2 separate regions of the Salmo salar genome follow, and region 1 is linked to region 2. Evidence: chromatin contacts called from public Hi-C data. All regions are on one chromosome and are shown on one strand. Each heading gives the region's core, a stretch centred on a gene start, on an enhancer-like site or on the middle of the called end of the contact. The rest is flanking DNA. Distances are from core to core; before and after follow the strand shown. Region 1 holds the start of LOC106605167 (pleckstrin homology-like domain family B member 3). Region 2 holds the start of vsig10l (V-set and immunoglobulin domain containing 10 like).

Evidence for each region. A called contact is a pair of places that touch in the nucleus more often than the background predicts.
Region 1: a Hi-C map of muscle shows a contact between it and region 2, with 2.5 times the contacts expected there. The contact joins the promoter of LOC106605167 here to the promoter of vsig10l in region 2. A contact is called at or near these places in 2 of 3 Hi-C or Micro-C datasets (gill and muscle).

Annotation. Positions count from the first base shown.
Region 1 is chrssa05:56,187,950-56,194,093 of Ssal_v3.1, reverse strand. LOC106605167 (pleckstrin homology-like domain family B member 3) reads right to left here and starts at 4,239. Exons shown (of 15, transcript XM_014200542.2): 1 at 3,696-4,239.
Region 2 is chrssa05:56,015,522-56,022,534 of Ssal_v3.1, reverse strand. It overlaps vsig10l (V-set and immunoglobulin domain containing 10 like), which reads right to left and starts at 3,198. Exons shown (of 12, transcript XM_014200533.2): 1 at 2,094-3,198; 2 at 1,497-1,826; 3 at 927-1,199; 4 at 293-559; 5 at 1-70. The coding sequence starts at 2,166. LOC106605159 (electron transfer flavoprotein subunit beta) reads right to left here. Exons shown (of 7, transcript XM_014200530.2): 2 at 6,506-6,664; 3 at 5,923-6,081; 4 at 5,749-5,811; 5 at 5,120-5,278; 6 at 4,775-4,987; 7 at 3,772-4,509. The coding sequence ends at 4,817.

The DNA.
Region 1 (6,144 bases), core at 2,990-5,489, 170 kb before region 2:
CTCAGAGCCCACTTAGCAATGCTTCAGTGGTCTATGGAGGGATACGGTAGTCTAAGGAGGGCTATCAGGAAGCTGTCATCCCCACACTGTGTCCTGACACATCAGGTTCCCAGGAATACATGGTGACCAGTCTGAGCTGTATGACCTCAGAGCTATGACAGAGCCCACCGAGATAGGCTATGGTGGTTTACAGTAGAGGTCGACCGATTCTGATTTTTCAACGCCGATACCGATGCCGATTATCGGAGGGGCAAAAACCGTCAATACCGATTAATTAGCCGATTTTTTACAATTTATTTGTAATAATGACAATTACAACAATACTGAATGAACACTTATTTTAACTTAATATAATACATCAATAAAATCAATTTAGCCTCAAATAAATAATGAAACACGTTCAATTTGGTTTAAATAATGGAAAAACAAAGTGTTGGAGAAGAAAGTAAAAGTGCAATATGTGCCATGTAAGAAAGTTAACGTTTAAGTTCCTTGCTCAGAACATGAGAACATATGAAAGCTGGTGGTTCCTTTTAACATGAGTCTTCAATATTCCCAGGTAAGAAGTTTTAGGTTGTAGTTATTATAGGAATTATAGGACTATTTCTCTCTATACGATTTGTATTTCATATACCTTTGACTATTGGATGTTCTTATAGGCACTTTAGTATTGCCAGTGTAACAGTATAGCTTCCGTTCCTCTCCTCGCTCCTACCTAGGCTCGAACCAGGAACACATCGACAACAGCCACCCTCAAAGCAGCATTACCCATGCAGAGCAAGGGGAACACCTACTCCAAGTCTCAGAGCGAGTGACGTTTGAAACGCTATTAGCGTGCACCCGCTAACTAGCTAGCCATTTCACATCGGTTACTCCAGCCTAATCTTGGGAGTTGATTGGCTTGAAGTCATAAACAGCGCAATGCTTGAAGCATTGCAAAGAGCTGCTGGCAAAATGCACAAAAGTGCTGTTTGAATGAATGCTTACGAGCCTGCTGCTGCCTACCACCGCTCAGTCAGACTGCTCTATCAAATCATAGACTTAAATATAATATAATAAACACACAGAAATACGAGCCTTGGGTCATTAATATGGTCGAATCCGGAAACTATCATCTCGAAAACAAAATGTTTTTCCTTTCAGTGAAATATGGAACCGTTCCATATTTTATCTAACGGGTGGCATCCCTAAGTCTAAATATTCCTGTTACATTGCACAACCTTCAATGTTATGTCATAATTACGTAAAATTCTGGCAAATTAGTTCGCAATGAGCCAGGCGGCCCAAACTGTTGCATATACCCTGACTCTGCGTGCAATGAACGCAAGACAAGTGACACAATTTCACCTGGTTAATATTGCCTGCTAACCTGGATTTCTTTTAGCTAAATATGCAGGTTTCAAAATATATACTTGTGTATTGATTTTAAGAAAGGCATTGATGTTTATGGTTAGGTACAGTCGTGCAACGATTGTGCTTTTTTCGCAAATGCGCTTTTGTTAAATCATCCCCCGTTTGGCGAAGTCAGCTGTCTTTGTTAGGAAGAAATAGTCTTCACAGTTCGCAACGAGCCAGGTGGCCCAAACTGCTGCATATACCCTGACTCTGTTGCAAGACAAGTGACACATTTTCCTTAGTTAAAAGAAATTCATGTTAGCAGGCAATATAAACTAAATATGCAGGTTTAAAAATATATACTTGTGTATTGATTTTAAGAAAAGCATTGATGTTTATGGTTAGGTACACGTTGGAGCAACGTGTACCTAAGCGATTATATGCAACGCAGGACAGGCTAGATAAACTAATAATATCATCAACCATGTGTAGTTAACTAGTGATTATGATTGATCAAAATTAAATGAAAAATAAATTCGGCCAAATCGGCGTCCAAAAATACCGATTTCCGATTGTTATGAAAACTTGAAATCGGCCCTAATTAATCGGCCATTCCGATTAATCGGCCGATCTCTAGTTTACAGGGGGACTATGGGCCGAGAGAAGAAACTGTCATTACCACACTGCAGCCTGAGCAGAAAGAGCAGGTGAGAGGAACCAGGGTCATATTCATTAGGGCACCCAAACATGTTTTAAAAACAAACATGAGCGTTTCTTATTGGATAAGTCCAGGAAGTCCCTCCCCACTTCAGTCAGTTTTTTTCCCTTTGGTACCTAATGAATACAACCAAGGCTGGACAGCTCTTGTCTGTCAGATGAGAGGTGAGATATCATGACTAACTGTCTTCTAGGTGTGAGGGCAGATAGGCCTATTGTTAGACTCCTAGAATGATACTGTAGCTGAGCCAACTGGCTACTGTTGGGGAATAGATTTTTTTTGTTTTTATGGGACCAAAGGGTTGAAGATTAAAATACAAGCTAGGATCATTGATTGTTAGGGAAGATGATTAGTTGTATTTCCTGTATGTTAATTAGCAAGTAAGATACCCTATAGGCCTAATTGTTTCTCCAATAAAGTAGATTATCACACTATGATACCACTGCATTAATAGAAAAATTCAGCAAATGTGACTTGTGCATATTTCAACACTGCAAAATTGACTGGAATGGTCCGAAGACACCACTAATTACACAGACTTTGAATATATGCTAGTTCAACAACATTAGCAGAGATTCCAGTGGGCTGAGCAAATCTCTCCGTTCTGAGGTCAGCGAAATAACGACCCATTAATGACAGGCTAGCTCCCAGATATAGAGATGTCTGTACAAGTGCAGCCAAAAAAAAGGGGGCGTGAGAGAAAAAGAAAGAAGGAGAGATTTGAACACAGAAGAGAGATATGTGCTCTCGACTCCCCTGATGGCTACCCACCCAGGCAATCTTTTCTCTCCACCTCTTGTCAGCGTCATCCTATACTCCCCCTCTCCTTTGTTTACACGATGCGCCCGATGGAAATGATAAACAATGATAAACAGCATATATCAGAAGAGTCTGGTAAACAAATGTGAGTTTACATAAACTGAGGATGCCATGGGAAAGGAGGTTTGGGACATTAAGAAAAACATGTTTGAACTGAAACACATCGGGTCATCTCATATCTTCACAGTGAAAATGACACATTGAAAAGCTATAGGCCTGGAGGACATGTTTAGCCCATCTAACTACCTCAAGCACAAAGTCCCAAATATTGGGTAATCAAATAGAACGTTGTCATAGAATCTTGAGTATCTGGATGTTCATAATCATACAGCCAAGCATTCTGACATTTTAAAAACGACTAAACCCCCCCGAAAAGTTGTTATTTAAGTTAAAGCATGTACACAATTTGCATAAATAGTTTTTTAAAAAGTAGGCTATTTGGCTTGGTGTGAACTAACAGACTAATGATAGCTGTATTATTTAAAATAGTCAATTTATATAAATGGCATAGGCCTACCGTTTATTTATATAAATAGTTTAGAAAGTGGGCTACAGTAGCCTAGTGGCGTACTGTAAACAATTATAGAGATTCTGTGTTCCATTTATTTACATGCTCTGTCAAGTTCAAAGTGACATCATACCTTCTCATGACACCAATGAAGTCCATTTATAAACAGACGACCACTTTAAGTAGATAATTAACACTGTAGGTAGCTACTGTGGAATAATAATAATCCTAGTGTTATCAAATCGCGATCATTCACCAGCTACAATGCATCAAACTACAGCGACACAGAACAGAAACACAGAACTAATGCCTTACCTGAGAATATGCCGTTCTCTCTTCAAAAGCGTTTTTGTTGTGGGGAACGTGTATTGTTGACGCTGAATTTGAAGAAAATAGACGCTCATAAAAACAGTGACTAAATAAAGAAGTGATGGGTTTGGACCGGGCGCGCGCTTTCGCTTTCAATCATACGAACTATATCCAGAGAACTTTCAGAGTTTCTGTTTGCTGTCATATCCCGCCTGGATTCCTTTGATGTCTCTATTTTCCTTTCTCCGCTCTGGTTTGATTAAATCCTTTCAAATCACTCCCAGTGAAAATGACAGATCGTAGTGAGCTGTCGTCGTCAACAGGTGAAATGGAATGCATGTGAGGCGGGCACACTAACAGACACAAGGTTGGTGTGAAAATGCGCCTGAGCGCGTCACTAACTGACTACACAGTTTCTGTGGTCTGTTTGTTAGGGGGCTCCGCACCGAAATGAGAACTCTTGCTCTGGGATTTCCCGCGACGACATGGCTTTGTCATTGTAATGCCCTCGTTATAGGCTCGCTATAGGCTAAAGCAAAAGCAGTTTGGCCTGGCACACTGCCAACACACCTCGCGGGTCTTGTATCACTTTCAATGCCAAGGGCCCTTGGAAAGCATCAATAGCTGCCACGTAAATCTCTCCTCCACTCTCTTTACTATACCCAAGGGCCTTTATCAGCCCCTGCCCCCTTAACAGTTCTGTCTCAATGAGCTGATAGTGTAATCATAGATTATTCCCTCAGTCTTCCCCTAAACAAGGGCATGTGGACAGGGTGAGAGAGAATGCCTGGAGTCAGGGTTGGTAGCAGACCGTGAGTGGGCAAAGAGAGTGAATGGGGTAAAAGAGAGAGCAGATGGAAGGGGCAGGGTACAGACTGGGTGAACGAACAGCTGGTGAATTGTAAAAACGCACAACAAAGTCAAAGAATAGTGCCCTTTTCACAGGCGAAACACTGTGGCACAACATGTTAAGTTGCATATTGTTTGTCTATGTATGTTGTTTTTTTTTAAGTTCAAAATAAAACATAGCTTAGGCGTGATGGCAACACTGGTTACACCCTGTGCATTTCAAAACAATGAACGCGGGCGTTTCTGTCAGTCGGTAGGTGAGAAAAGAGTTGCCTAATATGGGTGTTCTGTTTGTCTCTAGTGGTGACAGGGACAGCTGGCAGATGAAGTGGTGTGAAGATGTATGTGACAACAACACAATGTCATCTTTTCTTCAGACTTCTAGTTCTTTCTTTTTTTCCCACTTTGAATACATCTTCTCTATTTCCATCCGAAGGGTACAGTAGAAACCTAAAAGTTCAGTCATTTCGCACATGGTGTGTCCGGTGTCTTTCAATGCAGTCAAAACCAAGCGGTCACTTTTGTCACAGCATCAAAGGCATGAACTGCTCAAGTAACCATACTCAAATATTTACATACAGAAGAAAGGATACAGTACCTTTGAGAAGTATCTGAGAAGTATGAGCTCACAGTGGACCATTATTATGAAATCATCAGGCAGGTTCAGAGACAGAGACATGGTTGAGTCAGAGCCAGACACTCCCATCTCCCCAAACCTGTCTACCAGGTAGACTAGTCAATGGACCGTGGGACAAAAACGAATGTAGTATGCTACTAGGCTAGACACACAGCTAAGAGGAATCCTAAGGCTAAGCCGATTATGTTGATGTATTCAGGACATTATAATATGGTATTATATAAAGCGGCTGAGAGAATAACAGGATGATACCGGATAATTAAGTGGTAGATAGAAGTCAGATAGAGAAACAAGCACACAAAGGCATGGCAATGACCAGTTTTGGACTCTCGCAATGGAAACTTGGCCCACAGTGATTTCAAATGCAAATAGAAGAGTTAGGTTTTCCTGGTATGCAAAAAGGCCATGGCTGGCAACAGTCAGAGTACTGTGTGTGTGTAGAGGATGTGTGTGTGTGTATTGCCTTGACTTGGGGATGCTGGAAAGGCCATGTGGAAGAGCTCAATTGTGTCAGTCAGCATTCATGAATACTAAACCATGAACGGAACCTTCTTCAGTGAGGGAAAAAAGTATTTGATACCCTGCTGATGTTGTACGTTTGCCCACTGACAAAGACATGATCAGTCTATAATTTTAATGGTAGGTTTATTTGAACAGTGAGAGACAGAATAACAACAAAAAAATCCAGAAAAACACATGTCAAAAATGTTAGAAATTGATTTGCATTTTAATGAGGGAAATAAGTATTTGACCCCCTCTCAATCAGAAAGATTTCTGGCTCCCAGGTGTCTTTTATACAGGTAACGAGCTGAGATTAGGAGCACACTCTTAAAGGGAGTGCTCCTAATCTCAGCTAGTTACCTGTATAAAAGACACCTGTCCACAGAAGCAATCAATCAATCAGATTCCAAACTCTCCACCATGGCCAAGACCAAAGAGCTCCAAGGATGTCAGGGACAAGATTGAAGA
Region 2 (7,013 bases), core at 1,949-4,448:
CAGTGGAACTGCAGGTCGACATTTCCGTTCACTGCATTGACTGAGCACAGTGGGCTGGCTGTCGGGCTCTCTGTGATGGTAGGAAGACAAGGGGGGGGGGCAGGGTAATTAGAACACGTGCACCCTAAATAAATGCAAAAAGCTTATTGGTTTGGCGCACACACACAGGTTGTGTGTCGCACAGGCACAATGGTCCGTCCAGATGTTTCAAGACCCCTTACGCTAAGATCAATGATATCAAACACAAAACAAGTGTACCGTATTACCCCCTCAACAGACGCTAATACTCTACCATAAACGTTGACCGTCAAGTTCCTCTTGCGCTGCGCTCCAGTGTTCACATTGACCAGCACACAGGTGTATATGCCCCCCTGGCTAGTTTGGACATTGGTCAGATTGAGACTTCCTCCTTGGGAAACGGGCAGGGTCTGACCCCCAAACATCCAGGAGGCGGAGGGTTGGGGAACCCCCTCGGCATGACAGGAGAGAGAGAGGGAATCTCCGGAAACAAAGAAGGCCTGGGACGGACTGGCTCCAAGCATGGGCTCGTCTGGTCCATCTACGGGAGACGACAGGTAGTCATCAAATGGCTGGTTAAAGTGGATGTCATTTGTGGTAGCATTTTTTGTTCAGTGTAGGGTAGAAGAGTAAGAAAGGGAGGAGGACTATTGCCATTTCCACATGCGTGTTGCATATAGAGGAGTTGAAGTAAATAAAGACGTGCAGTGGTAAAGTGGATTTGTGAGACAGGGAAACATGTTGTTGCTTTCAGTAAAGGATTAAGTTAAAGGATTCAACTACAAAACTAGAGACATGCAAGTAATTACAGGTGCACGAGACAGAAAATAACTAATAAAGTAGAATACAAGTAATGTTCAGACTAATGCTTTGGACAAATAAGGCGAGATTCAACTACTCCTTCTTACAGAGAACAGTTATATTCCTATGAAATGTGACGGCGCTGAAAGGGTTGGTCAAGACCAAGGTGTAAGGTCCTGTGTCGTTCCGGTTGGGCTGATTGATGACCAGGCTCTTCTGGCCCACTGTGTAGTGAGAGTTGTTCTGTACCTCCACACCCTTAAAGTACCACCTGCACTGGTCGGCCTCACCCTGCAGTGTGCTATACTGCAAAGAGAACTTTTCGGCTCCCTCTATGGCATTGGCAGGCTCTGTGTTCACAGACACGTTCTGGATGTAGTCTAAAAGCAGAAAGGAGAGCAACAGTTGGGGTAAAGGACACAGATGGATGGACAAACCATATTGCTTCTCCATGGTGAGGAGGTCAATGTAGCTACATAATTCCTTGAACGGGTAAAAGAAACTTACATGTGATCCTAACATGACCAAACTCTACATGAAGTCTAAAATTCAACTAAAATGTGTAATATTCAAATAAAAGGTGTGCTCAAAGGAGAATATCTATTGAAACTGCTTTTTAGTAAAGGAATATGATTTTTCTGGGTCTGGGAAACTGGCACCAAATGCCCAATACTCACCATAGACCTTCAGCACAAATGTGGCTGAGACAGTTTTTAATCCAGACTTGACTATCTCCACAGTGTAGGTGTTACTGTAGAGAAATGACACATTTCGGAAGGTGAGGGACCCATCGGTCTCAATCTTCAGCACATTACGGTGAATGATGGCTATGTCTGGTGCAACACTGGAGCCAAGGGTCCAGGTAACCACAGGTAAACTCCCCATATTCCATGTGACCACAGGGTCAGGTGCACCACTGATGGTCACTACCAGAGTCACATTGCTGCCAACAGTGGTGTTGAGCAGTGAGGGTCCCAGGGGAGAGATGGTCAAATCACAGTTTACACCTGTAGTTGATCATGATGAAGCAAATAATGAATGGAAATGTTAACATTACTACAAAGTTGATTAAGGGTCACAAATTGTAACTAAATCCTACACAAAAATAGGATCTCAATCATCTCGTGATACATTCTATATGGTCACAATTTATTGCGAAGTTAATTAGGTGAATCAATAATAATTTGTTTGGTGTAGACCTATATAAAGCAGGGTAGTTTTGTTTATTGGCACGTGACATACAAAATTAAACAGCATGATAAATTGAAACTTACCTCCAATCACAAATATCAATAGAGTCAACTTAAAAATGTGCCATTTGTGGACACCAAACTGGTGCGAGGACATATTTTTTTTTTACTTCAAAGAGGAATCCAAGAAATCCGAAACCATAAATTTCCCACAGCTTTCACATAAAAATATTCCACATTTTAGCTTTCTATTAAGATACCACAAAAAAAAATCTGGTTAGAGTCCTTGTGAAAGTTCGATGGACAACTGATGTAATACAATCGCTCCTGCGTTGTGTCCTCTGTTGCGCTCAACCTTGCTTCACTGTCGAGCTGTCCGGGTTATCTGTTATCAAGATTCGAGAGCAATTCACCTGTGTCGATGTCAAAGCCTTGATTGGTAAAATATTGGTAAACGTGGGCTTTACTTTTACAGGCAAACTTTCAATAAACAATGCAAAAGTGACTGCTTGTTGAGCTTTGAGGTGGGACAGTCCTTTACTATAGCAATATCTACAGGTAAACTAGTCTAGGATGGCATATTCAACCAAACAGGAATATGATTTATTGGGCAGTCACCTTGACGTTGACACAAAATAAAAAGGTGTAGGCTGGTGATTTACCAGTGTTTCAGGTCTATTGTAACAGAATGACCCGATTAATGAAAGGTAACCGGTTGGACTGCATTATTTCCATCACCTATTGCACTTGTCCTCCGGGAGAAACCAACGATCTCCCCGCCTTAACAACCGGAGTTGTTGTTCACAAAGCAACACGGCTGGGCTGCTTAGCTCTCGCCTATCCTTTCTTTGGATTGGTGAATACATCTCAATCATGTGATCTCTTTTGAATATTCGAGGAGGGTTGTTGACGTCAACCGCCCTGTATTCAATGGGAACGCTATGCTACTAGCTTCATGCCATGAATAGCCAGCCATTGAGACAACTCCGATTTAAAGTGTTTTTTTTTTCTTCTCAAAGTTTCCGGGGTGTCGCGTTTCCTACTTATCGGTACACTCGTAATAATTTAAGATTTGTAACTTCTATTTGATCAAATACACCTCACGTAGCAAATAAACCATAATTTGTTGTTGACCAAATTCGATACTCATTAACCTCAATACAAAAACGCCACCTGCTGGAGGGAGAAAGATATCCCGCCGAGTTTGGCCTCTTCCTCTCTGGACACAACCTTGGTATCTGGTCCCAAGGAATGAGGAGTGGGCCAATCACACACAGCTATTCCAGTTATTGGTTACCACTGAAATAGTATAGTTCCATTGAGGGAGTTATATTAACCTGAGCTGCAGTGCACCCGTCAATGGCCCGTGACGTGAACGGGCAAAAGCAGAGGGAGGAGCACCCTTCTCAAATCGAACAGTAATCTATGCCGCATGGTCAGGTTGTCATCAAAGCAGCACAGTGCACCATCTAGAAACATACATCTCTTTTCCATAAAATAATGTTATTTGGAATTATCAAACAAGCTTTTTTCATTGGGAAGGCAATTTTATCAAAAGCAATCACTTTTGCATATAAAAACAGAATCCCACTAATTACTCCAATGTACCACTAGCCTAGGCTGCACAACTTTTGTTTTGAGCAGACTTCGTCGTGGCTTTGAACAGCCCCCTGGTTCACGCTACTCAAGAGACTATCTTAAAACCAAAATAATGATGTGGAAAGACAAAATACAACATAGAATGACAGTGGAAAACAGCAGATGTAGATATGAAAGATACCTTTATTGTTATGGTAGGATGCTGTACAATCTAAACAGAAGAGGCGCTTATGGTAAAGAGTCAACTTTGCGTGTGTTCTTTTTAATCATTTTCCCACATCTACTGAGAGACACTGTCCAACCAGAGCTGCCACCCAACCCAGAAATAATGATATTTATATAAACTTTATACAAACCAAGTCAGTAGACATATCACGAACCCTGAATGCACATTCAGCTCGGCAACTTTGGGTTCTTATTTACACATAGCATCCAACTCAAACTGCATAGCCCAGATGTGTCAATGTAGGGTTTTCATAGGTCCATGTTACAGATGAAAATGTTATTGTGACACTCTTAAATGTATAGTGCAACACATACAGAAACATGGGTGAAAGAAAGTTACTGACTTATATTACTGGCTTGGAAGTTGTGCATTTTTTGAGTCTAGGTCCTCCATACCTAGTTACCTCTACTCACAGAGAAGATACATTAATTACAATACAGATGTACCATGTGAATTAAATTGCACAATAACAACAGACCCTCTTCTTCTTCACCCTCTGGGCTGTGTGGGTTCCTATAGGACAGTGTTTCTCAGTATCTCTTTATTCCAGGTCAGTAGGCTACTATCATGGAAGTCAGAGTTAAACACAGAGGGCCGGGTGGCGATGGGTTCTGCCTTATGCAACCAGTCCTCCATGTTTGCTAAATTACTTTGTTACATCTCTCAAACAGAGACCTGCAAAATGAAAGGGGGAAATTACATATTACAGCCAAATAGAAACAGAAACACTGAGCTTGGTCAAGTACAGCACACTATGGCAAAGGTCTGCATTTACAGTTGAGGCAATTTGGTGGAAGAAGCAGATTCCCCAAAAATGAAAATTTCTCTCACCATTCACAGTTGTTACATGAACATGAAATTCATCAGTGCTCTGACATTTTCTAATGGGTTACAAATACTATCTCAAACAGTCATACTATTTTTAGGTATTGAGACTCACCCCTGTGTCCCCTGCACTCTCCCTTTGGCTCCCACAGGGCCTCTAGATTGTTCCGTTAGCCTTGAGTTTGGCGACCAGGTCATCCACCGTCTCCACCTTCACTCCGGCCAGTCTCGTTGGGGGTTCGTCCACGCTCAACACCTCCATTCGCGACACCATGTCCACCCCCAGGTCTGCTGGTTTCATGTTGGCTATCTTCTTCTTCTTGGCTTTCTGGGAGGTGGAGGGAGAAGGAGATGAGAAATTAAAGTGCTATGTGTGTGTGTGTGTGTGTGTGTGTGTGTGTGTGTGTGTGTGTGTGTGTGTGTGTACACTTTGTGAGGAAATGTACATTGTGTGTATTACCATGATGTTTGGCAGGGTGGCGTATCTGGGGGTGTTGAGTCGAAGGTCTGCTGTGAGGACGGCTGGCATGCTGATTTTGATGGTCTCTAGACCACCATCGATTTCCCTCACCACCTTCACCTTTTCCCCATCGATGGTCACCTCAGAGGCAAATGTGCCCTGCAAGAATGGGAGGTCCTACATTTAGTAGATGTCATAATCCACATTGAGATTGAATATTATCTGAAATTATCAAATTAATTTACAACTAAAACAAAGCCTTCTTTCCTATGTTACCTGACAATTGCAAACCCGTTGTAGGCCACGAGGCAATCCAAGTGTGACATCTGGTGGTTTAACCATGTAAATACACCCTAATTTTGCCCTTCATTTGGCCTTTGGTCTACTTTTCAGTGCAGACTGTGTTGACTGTAGTGACATAATCTAAGGCCTGCTAGTTCAGCTGGTCTCTTCACCTGACATTACGTCGATATGCTAATGCTTATAAAGACCATGAGAAAAGGTCCTGGTCCGGACTACAATGGTATCCAAGTCAGCAGTTAACAGTAAACAAGGCCTCTATGCTCTGAGATCAGTTTAGTGATTCCTGCTGAGAAAAAGGGTTACAACAAGAAGAAACCACTACTGACCTGAGGCCAGTCTAACAAGGCTGCCGTCATCTGACCTGTCTGGTTACAGTCATCATCAATGGCCTGTCAAAAAATACCAACACAATCAGTGAGCATTACATGAGATCATGAGGTTCGATTTCAAAGTCAACTGGCATTGGTGTGGCAGTGGCGCAATCTATTGCATCGGATGACCTGTTTGCCCAGAATGACGAGTGAGGCCTCCTCCTTCTTGGCTAGGGCAGCAAAGATCTTGGAGATCTGCAGGGGTCCCATGGCCTCGTAGTCTTTTCCTGAGACCTCCACGTGGATGCCGCGGTCACACCCCATGGCCAGTGCAGTACGGATGGTCTCCTACACACACACACACACAAAATACAAACACTTGAGCGGTAGGGTTCTCAAAATTATATAAGAACACCATCTGAGAACAATGACAGAATAATACAATCATTAACACAATCAAGTTGGAGGTGACCATCTGCAGAATCCTTCTTACAATAGAATGAAAACATACTCATGACCGCTATCCTAATGAAGAAACAAGATCCAAAGCTTCCCTCCAAATGTTAGCTATTGAAGGCCTGTTAAGGAGGATGTAGCCTAATGATACAGAGTGTTCGGATAGAAATGAAGCCTAAAACTACAGGACGTTAAGATATAAATGAATTGAGTAGAACAGATATGTATAATGTCATGTAGAATAAGGAAAATATTTTGCATCGTTGAATACACCCGACTTCAAAATGGTGTCGTCAGAGCATTCCGTCACTCTTACCGTTACTTGCGCGGGCCCACAGCTGACGGCCACCACCTCTTTGATGAACTTCTTCTCCTTGAGTTTGACGGCCTCCTCCACAGCGATCTCACAGAACGGGTTCATGGAGTGCTTGACGCCATCTGTCACCACCCCGCTGTGGTCGGGCTTCACGCGGATCTAGGGGAGAGAGCAGGGTTGTCTTCATTAGGCACCAAACAGGGAAAAAAACAGACTGAAAAAGGGTGGGACTACCTGAACTCCAATAAGAAATGCTAATTCAGTTTCAAAGAGCTTTGCCCTAATGAACATAAGTGACTACTGGATAGTCACTCAGAAGGGTCAGAGAGAGACAGACAAAGACAGAGGCTGGAGACATGAAGTGCATGCAGTCAATGTGCCAGAGTTGAGTGTGGGGACGCTGTGCACTCGGAAATAGTTGCTGTGGGCCCAATGTAGGTGTGCTCTCAGAACTTTCCAATTGAATTTGTGAGGCAGTCAAACCAATTCTGGAACACTTTTGAAAGCC